Regions from separate parts of the Triticum aestivum genome. Here region 1 is linked to region 2. Evidence: chromatin contacts called from public Hi-C data. All regions are on one chromosome and are shown on one strand. Each heading gives the region's core, a stretch centred on a gene start, on an enhancer-like site or on the middle of the called end of the contact. The rest is flanking DNA. Distances are from core to core; before and after follow the strand shown. Region 1 holds the start of LOC123156024 (glycosyltransferase BC10). Region 2 holds the start of LOC123158361 (far upstream element-binding protein 1).

The links. A called contact is a pair of places that touch in the nucleus more often than the background predicts.
Region 1: a Hi-C map of leaf shows a contact between it and region 2, with 5 times the contacts expected there. The contact joins the promoter of LOC123156024 here to the promoter of LOC123158361 in region 2. A contact is called at or near these places in 2 of 5 Hi-C or Micro-C datasets (both in leaf).

What each region holds. Positions count from the first base shown.
Region 1 is chr7B:418,305,696-418,309,994 of IWGSC CS RefSeq v2.1, forward strand. It overlaps LOC123156024 (glycosyltransferase BC10), which reads left to right and starts at 1,573. Exons shown (of 2, transcript XM_044574189.1): 1 at 1,573-2,662; 2 at 3,309-4,299. The coding sequence starts at 2,087. The coding sequence ends at 3,950.
Region 2 is chr7B:417,989,095-417,993,744 of IWGSC CS RefSeq v2.1, forward strand. LOC123158361 (far upstream element-binding protein 1) reads right to left here and starts at 1,401. Exons shown (of 7, transcript XM_044576385.1): 1 at 1,055-1,401; 2 at 666-895; 3 at 355-540; 4 at 150-245; 5 at 2-73. The coding sequence starts at 1,316.

The DNA.
Region 1 (4,299 bases), core at 323-2,822, 320 kb after region 2:
GCCGAAGCTCGAGTGCATACCAATGCCTCTAGGTTTCACCAAGCACTTCCCGTCCGTGCCGACGGAGTTCAAGCTCAAGACGAACACCGACTGCTCATGGAGGGTCACCGTGGGGTTGATGAACGACAGGGTCGCCCTCGACCAGGGTAGGGCCAGCTTTGCCACCGTCCATCAGATCAATATCGGGTACATGGTGACCTTCAAGTTGCTAACTCCCAACACGCTCAAGGCCATCGTCTTCAACGACGACGACATTGAAGTGGTAACCAAGTGCTGGAGGCACGACGACGCCTTCCCCATGAATGTCTAGGACAACTCTTCCTTGCTCCAGCTAGTTTAGTATCGACTATATCGTGCTGCTTTGCTTGAAGACTGCTATGTTTAAGTGCGGTACTATGTTTAAAACTGCTTGCTATTATTTAGAACTATGTTAATATGCTATCTTTTGCGTGTATTTGGGTTGTTGTACACGCCCATGTGTGCTAGTAATCTCACCGCCTTGGCGAAGAGGTTAGAAGACAACACGCGGTTGCATGAAACCAAACACCATGCCTTGTTTTTCCGACAAACAAGCGGCCAACCAAAAGGGTATGCTGATAACCAATCTAGGTGGAGATGTTGATTTTTTGCCTGACCAAAGCTTGTGTTTGGTTGCTGGTAACAAGTTACTCGAGAGTTGAGATGGGCTCGTCCACCATGCACAATGATGCGAGAGTGTGAGTGTTCAGTAGAATGATTGGATGACACGTATAGTTCCCCATTTTTAAGCTAGCCTGGGAAGGACATAGCGTACAGGCTCATTTTATTCCTGATGAAGCCAAACGGGCAACTGATGATGATGATTAGTAGGATGCCTTGCACCCACCGATACGTAGGATTCATGCAGTATCCAACAGTGATGGGGCTGTCTCCAAGTAGAATATGCATTCTTTGGGTTGGGAGGCGGAATAGATTAAGATAGCTAGGTAGCATCCGATCCGCAACGACCGAGCACATGCGTCGTCCCGCCTCCGCCTCACGAACTGCACTGGAGTGGCGCTGGCTGTAGGCTGCCCTCGAACCGCACCGCACCGCACCGCACCGGCACCACCCCACTCATCCAAACCAACCAACGGCACAGAAACGAACCGGCAGGCAGCCGCTACGGCCACCCTCGCCCTGCGCCCCCGTTCACCACCACCATCACGTGTCCTCTTGTTCTGCGACTGACGTGCGGCCCACCACGCGCCCACGCGGCAGTGCCCCCAGCGCGTGCGACCACGTCGCTGGCCGACCGTCCGTCCGCCCGTTCCAGGCCGCCAAAAGCAACTTTTACCACTCACCGCGCGCGCCGCTGACGAGGTGGGCCGCGACGACGCGTGAACCGGCCCGTCACCGGGGCCCACCCGTCAGACACACCTAGTACTCCGAGTTACGAGTCACCCCGGCGCCGCTTCCGCGACCGTGGGCCCGCGTCTTCCAGACCGTTTCTTCCCACCCAAATCAATTATTAAGTTACTCCTAATATATAACCTCTCTCGTTTCAGTCATTTATTTTTAGGAGAAATAAGATCATCGATCAATTACTCCCCCCCGCGCCCTTGGCCTTGGCCTCTTCTTCTCGCCGTCCGCGACGACCACTCGGAGAAGAAGAAGACGAGGAGGGGGAGGAAGCCAGCTCCCATAAATACCCACCTCCACCTCCAGCTCCGTCCCCGAGTCGAGTCGAGTCGCGAGCGGAGCTGGATCGGAATCGACAGCGACCTCCCCCTCCTCCGCCACGCGTATTTCCTCCTCCTCCTCCTCCTTACCCACTAAGAAACACGGAAAGAAAGATTGCCAGCCTCCTCCTTGCCGTGTTTCCTCCCGTCGCCGCTATAAAGGCCCTCGTCGCGAGCCTTTCCGCGTGCCGTGTCCACCCTTGGCCTTTTCCGCGCGGATCCACCCGGCCCGGTTAGGATTTCCCGTGCCGCCAGATCGGGGCTCCCCCCTGCGGATTCCGGCGCCGAAAAGGCCCCATCTTGCTCGCTCGGCCGATCTCGCCGCCGGCGGAACGGTTGGCCCGCGCCCGATTTGATCCTCGGCCTGCTCCCCGCCGGCCGTCGCGATGTGGGGGGACTCGAAGCCGATGCTCAAGTCCCGCGGCGGGGGCGGGGGCGGCGGCGGCGCCGACGAGGAGGGCGACTACTTCCCCAACACGCCGCGCAAGGACTGGTCCACGGGCCTGCTCAAGCTCGTCACCGCCATGGTCATCTTCATGGCCGGCGTCGTCATCGGCCTCTCCGTCAGCGCCAACGTCTCCCGCTACTACTACAACTCCCACACCGAGCTCTTCTTCCCCACCGCCACCTACAGCTCCTGCGACCGCCGCGGTGCCACGGGCGACTGCGGCCCGGGCTTCAAGGCCTTCGTGCACCCGCCCACCCTCGCGCACTCCATGACCGACGACGAGCTCTTCTGGCGCGCCACCCTCGTGCCCACCGCCGAGGAGTTCCCCTTCCAGCGGGTCCCCAAGGTCGCCTTCCTCTTCATGACCCGCGGACCGCTCCCCTTCGCCCCGCTCTGGGAGCGCTTCTTCCACGGGCACCAGGGCCTCTTCTCCGTCTACCTCCACACCATCCCGGACTACAAGCTCAACGTCTCCAAGACATCCCCATTCTACGGCCGCCAGATCCCCAGCGAGGTACCATAATCATTCTCCTCACACTCTCTTCTTTCCTTCATAATAATTTACCTGAACTTCATAACTCGTAAGTCGTAAAAATTGCAGTCACCGAATCATGGCACAATTAGATTGTTAATTAGTTGAACTGCTTGCGAAAAATTGTGGCTGATTGATTCGTTAGCTGGTGCCTTGGTGGAATGAGTCGGACAACCGTTGTCGCGCTAGTTGGTGGTTGCCATGTGCTCAACTTGATTCATGATTGGGATATGTGTATGTATTTGCTCTAGCCTCTAGGGGAATATGCTTGCTTGACCCCATGCCAGGATGGTGGGTAAACTACTCGATGGATTCTCCAACTAGTGGTGCTCACGAATGTTGCTAATATTGTGATCTAGAGATGCTTAATCTACAATATTCTGCTTCAATTTACCCACTAAATAATTAGTCATGGATGTCTTATGGTTGGGACTTTGTTTATTTGTGTACTCTGCTTTTCTTCTTTTATGTTTAATAATTGGGCTAAAGTGTCAACCTCAAATATCGATGCGATGTTTGCATTCTTTCAGTATTTAACAGTGTGAGTGCCCTCCATGTGCGGTTCTGGGACCCTGATCAACGGCTAGTTTTGATAACATATTCTGATCCTTGTTTATTGCCAATGCAGGAAGTGTCTTGGGGATCAATAACCCTGGTTGATGCTGAGAAGCGCTTGCTGGCCAACGCGTTGTTGGATTTCTCGAACGAGCGTTTTGTTCTGCTCTCGGAGAGCTGCATTCCGGTGTTCAACTTCCCAACCGTCTACGAGTACCTCATAAACTCGGAGCAGAGCTTCGTCGAGTCCTACAACATCGACACCCCTCAAAGCGCTGGCCGCTACAACCGTCGAATGGCACCTCACATCTTGCCGGAACAATGGAGGAAAGGGTCAGAGTGGTTTGAGCTTAACCGGGAGCTGGCCGTGCGTGTCGTAGCGGACTACAAGTACTACTCGATCTTCCGGAAGCATTGCAGACCATCTTGCTACCCGGACGAGCATTACATACCGACCTATCTTCATCTGTTCCACGGGTCGCTCAACGCCAACAGGACCATCACATGGGTTGATTGGTCAAGAGGAGGCCCGCATCCAGCAAGATACGGTGCTGGAAACATCAATGTAGATTTCATCAAGGCCATCAGGAACAATGGTACGCAGTGCCTCTACAACTCGAAGCACACTTCTGTGTGCTACCTCTTTGCTAGGAAGTTTGCTCCCAGTGCTTTGGGGCCATTGATGAATCTCACTTCGACGGTGTTGGACTTTTGAGCTCGGCTTCCCATCGGCATTATATTATCGAGCTATCTCCATCGACGATCACTTGCTCGCGTGCCGGTACCGGTCAGGTGGTAGAGGTACTCTGCTAGCTCAGGGACATGTGTCTCTTCTTAGATAGATGAGAGACTGCTGTCGAGACGCTTGGCTGGCGGATGACGCTGTGTGGGACGGTGAAATTTACTTCACTTATCCTGAAGCTGATTCCCGAGTAATGGACGAATGGCACTACAAGATCCAGAGAGGACATTTTCACCCCCCATTCTTTTTAATATATCATAGCTCTGTGATAGATCTTTTTTCTCTTTTCTTCTGCCCCCATATCACTTATTGTAATGACTTG
Region 2 (4,650 bases), core at 151-2,650:
CCTGGATTCGAGCACCAGATCGGGTTTGCAGGTTTTTAATTGTCTCACCTCCTTTTCCAATAATTAAACCAACCTAAGAAATAGATTAAGATCAGAAAAGAGTTAGGCAAACAAAACAGTTGGATTCATCACCAACACTGAAAACTAACCTTATTATCAGGGACTAGCATCTCAAACTGCTCTGAACCTGACTGACCAGATCCGAAACCTTTGGCTATCAAGGCAGGGGAACCGCCAGCCTCAGCCTGGAATATATGCATTGGAAAGAGCCTTAGAGATGTAACTTTTACCAATATAAGTTCAGCAAACGTGAACTACTTCAAACCTCTGAGGAAGTTGATACATTTAGCATACCTCGGCTATAACACTCTTAATAAGCTGCTCAGCCTTGTCAATACTCTCATTAGTTCCAACCAATTCGACTGGACGAGTCGTGGCATCTGAAGGAACATCTGCATCCTTTGTGATTTGGATCTTCGCGCCTGAGCTCATTTGCAGGTTTCTGATTGTTTCACCCGCTTTTCCTATTAGAACACCGACCTGCATGAATTTCCACCATCAGCATAAGCAAATTATGTGTGTAAATCAATAGTACACACGAATTTATGTGCTTGATGCAACACTGGCCTCCAAAAAACAGATTTAATCTAAGCCAATGGTCATACCTTGGTATTGGGCACATCAATTAGGCGGGTAGTCTCCTGCAGGGCACCGGTTGCATCGCCTTCTTGATGTTGTGGTGGTGCTTCAGTTGCAGTCTCCTGAGGCTTGACCTCAGAACTTGTCTGCAGATCGCCGGCAGGAGCAGCCTCGGCATTCTGGGCATCTGCCGCCCCCTCGGTAATCACAGCGACTGGCTCCTGGGGCTCGGAGGACTCACTGTTTTGCACGGCATCTGATCCCAACAGAGATAACGAACGGATCAGACGGATTACGATCCAAGCTTAAGACGAAACCGACCATGTTTGACACGCCAGAATCGTCGCCGAGACAGTAAACCCTAGGTAGAACGCACAGGTGAATAGAGAGGGGGTGGGGCGCGAGAGAGATCAACCTGCGCCGTTGCCTTCCACGCGCGGTCGCTTGGCGTCCTCCCCAGCGCCGTTGGCCTCCGCGCCCGCGTCGACCTCCTCGAGCTTCCTCTTGTGGTCGCCTTCGGCCTCGGCAACCTCTGATGGCGCCTCTTCCTGCGTGGGGGCGGCTGCCGAAGGGTCAGATGCAGCGTCTTCCTGCACGGCGTCGGTGAGGTCTACGACTGGAATCTTCATCTCGGTCGCTACCTCTGGCGGCGGCGCCGATGCGTCGGAGTCCGCCATGGGGATTAGGGTTTGAGGGTTTTCGCCTCCGGTTTTCGTACGGGGGGCTGGAGGCGCCTGTGGGGATATGCGAGAGAAGGAGCCCGTGTCCCGACCTGTCTTGGTTATATAAAAGCGTGGTCGGAAGCGTATTTTACTTTTAAGCTCGAGATATTACGTGCGCCATGGATGGACACGTATTTGAGTTATAGTTCGCAGGTTTTTTCTTTTTTCTTTTTTGAGGGGAAAGTCAGTTCGCAAGTTGTGAGTAGATGATTGTAAATAAGTACTCCCTCCGTTCCTAAATATAAGTCTTTGTAGGGATTCCATTAGGTGAACTACATACGGAGCAAAATGAGTGAATCTAAATTTAAAATGTATCTATATACATTCGTACGTGGTTTATAGTGGAATCTCTACAAAGACTTACATTTAGGAACGGAGGGAGTATAAAGGATTCCGCGAGCACGCTATAAATGAAAAATGTAATTGAAAAAACATAGCACTTTTTGCTTTTTTTTTTGCACTTCTATATGTTTTTCACTCTTATTGTGATGGTTCAGCATTGCCTTGAAGTGTCATCAATAAAAAGATATAAACTTGGGACATGTTTGGTGTTTGGTAACCTGTATTTGCCTCTTTGCATATTGAAAGTGCAACTAATCCCTGGGTGAATTTAGTAATTCTTAACAACATATAGCTCATTGAACTAATACTCTTTTGAGATAATCATTTCAGAAAGTTTAATGATTGATATGGCATGGACTAGAGATATGAACCCTTCAAAATGCTAAGGACACATATTGGCAAAAATTCAAGACTCTACATTTTCATTTTTAGTGATCCAAGATCACATTGAGTCCATAGAAAAAGTCAATACTATTAAAAGGGAATGGGGTGTTGCTTAATGGCTTGTTTGCTCAAAATACTTAGTGATATGCTCCAAAAGCCCCTACCCACTTTCTCATTTCCACATTTGTCCTAAACCTAAAGTCAAACTCGGCCCCACCGATTTGATACATTCGGCGCCACCGAGTTCATTTGACATAGCCATAGCCAGAAACCCTAATCAGTTCGAACTCAACGATAGGAATCTCGGTCTTACCGAGATGGGATTGCAAACTCTCTATTTCTCTTCGTAACGTTTCGGTCTAACTGGGATGAGCGATCGGTCCCACCGAGTTCGCAATGCAAACTCTCTGTTTTCTTTTCGTAATGTTTCGGTCTCACCGAAATGAGCGATTGGTCCCACCAAGTTTGCCTGACCAACTCTCTGTTTGCCTATTACTAAAATTGGTCCCACCGAGTTCATGTGATCGGTCTCACCGAGATCAAGTTATGCCCTAACCCTAACATATCGATCCCACCGAGTTGATCAGGTCGGTCCCACCGAAAAGCCTAACGTTCACATTTTGAACTAAATCAGTCTGATCGAGTTTCATTATTCGGTCCCCACCGAGTTTGATAAATTGTGTGTAACGGTTAGATTTTGTATGGAGGTTATATATACCCCTCCACCTTTCCTACATTCATGGAGGGAGCTATCAGAATGTGCCTACACTTCCAGCATTCATTTTCTGAGAGAGAACCACCTACTCATGTGTTGAGACCAAGATATTCCAGTCCAACCACAAGAATCTTGATCTCTAGTCTTACCCAAGTTATTTTCCACTCAAATCGTCTTTCCACCATATCCAAATCTGAGAGAGAGAGAGAGTTGAGTGTTGGGGAGACTATCATTTGAAGCACAAGAGCAAACAGTTCATCATCAACACACCATCTATTACCTTTTGGAGAGTAGTGTCTCCTAGATTGGTTAGATGTCACTTGGGAGCCTCCGTCGAGATTGTGGAGTCGAACCAAGGGGTTTGTAAGGGCAAGGAGATCGCCTACTTCATGAAGATCTACCCAAGTGAGGCAAGTGGACTCGCGCAACCGTTACCCTTCATGGGTTGAAGTCTCCATCAACGTGGATGTACGATAGCACCATCTATCGGAATCACGCCAAAAATCTCCGTGTCCATGTTGCCTTTGCTCCCTCCAAACTCCTCTCCTTTTACCTTCATATGCAATGATTTACATTCCGCTGCTATACTCTTAGAATTGCATGTGTAGGTCGATTGCTTGACTTGTGTTAAGTTGCTAAAATCTGCCAAGACTTAAAATTGGGAAAAGGCTAGATTTTTATTTGGTCAAGTAGTCTAATCACCTCCTCTCTAGACATACTTTTGATCCTACAATTGGTATCTGAGCTTTGATCTCCATTTGCCTTGATTTTCATAGCTTTGGTGATCATAGCCTTAGTTTCACAACCTAGGAGAGTATGGCGTCTAGCGAGGAAAATTACCACCGTAGAGGTCTTTACTTTGATGATTTTGCTAGTTGGAAGCATAAGATGAAAATGCATATTCTTGGACATAACCCCGTAGTTTGGGCTATTGTGTGTATTGGCTTGCAAGGTGAATTCTTCGATGGGAGAGAACCAAATCATGAAGCTACCGCAGAAGAATTGAAGATGCTGCAATACAATGCTCAAACTTGCGATATCCTCTTCAATGGATTATGCCCCCAAGAATTCAATAAAATCAGCCATCTTGAGAATGCAAAGGAAATTTGGGATACTTTGATCGATATGCACGAATGTACCAACTCCGTCAAGGAATCCAAGTTGGATGTGCTTCAAAGTCAACTTGACAAGTTCAAAATGAAGGATGGTGAAGGTGTCGCTGAAATGTACTCTAGGCTTGCTCTCATCTGAAATGAGATTGCCGCCTTAGGAAGTGAAGAGATGGCCGACAGATTTATCATCAAGAAGATCCTAAGAGCCTTGTATACACCGTGTGCACATTGATCCAAATGATGCCCAATTACAAAGATCTCAAGCCAACGGAAGTCATTGGTAGAATTGTTGCTCATGAGATGTCACTCAAGAATAAAGAAGAACTTCATAACAAGTCTAGTGGTGCTTACAAAGCCTCATGCGGCGCTCCTACATCATCAAGTGAGAAACAAGCTTTCAATGAATAATTGAGCCTAATGGTGAAGAACTTTAACAAGTTCTACAAGAGTAGAAGCAAAAAAAGAAGTTCCAAGTCAAGGTCCTACAATGACAAAAGATCTTCTAGTCGTGAGTGTAATTGCTACAATTGTGAAAGACTGGACACTACTCAAATAAGTGTACGTCTCCCTACAAAAGAAGAGAAGACTCACCTAAAAGGAGAAGCAAAAGAGAAGAATCGCCTCCAAGAGAGAGAAGGAGTGGAGATGATCGTTATGAACGAAGAACCTCTCATAGAAGTAAGGATTCGGAAAGGAAGGATAAGTCATCAAGGAGCTACACAAAACGAAGACATCA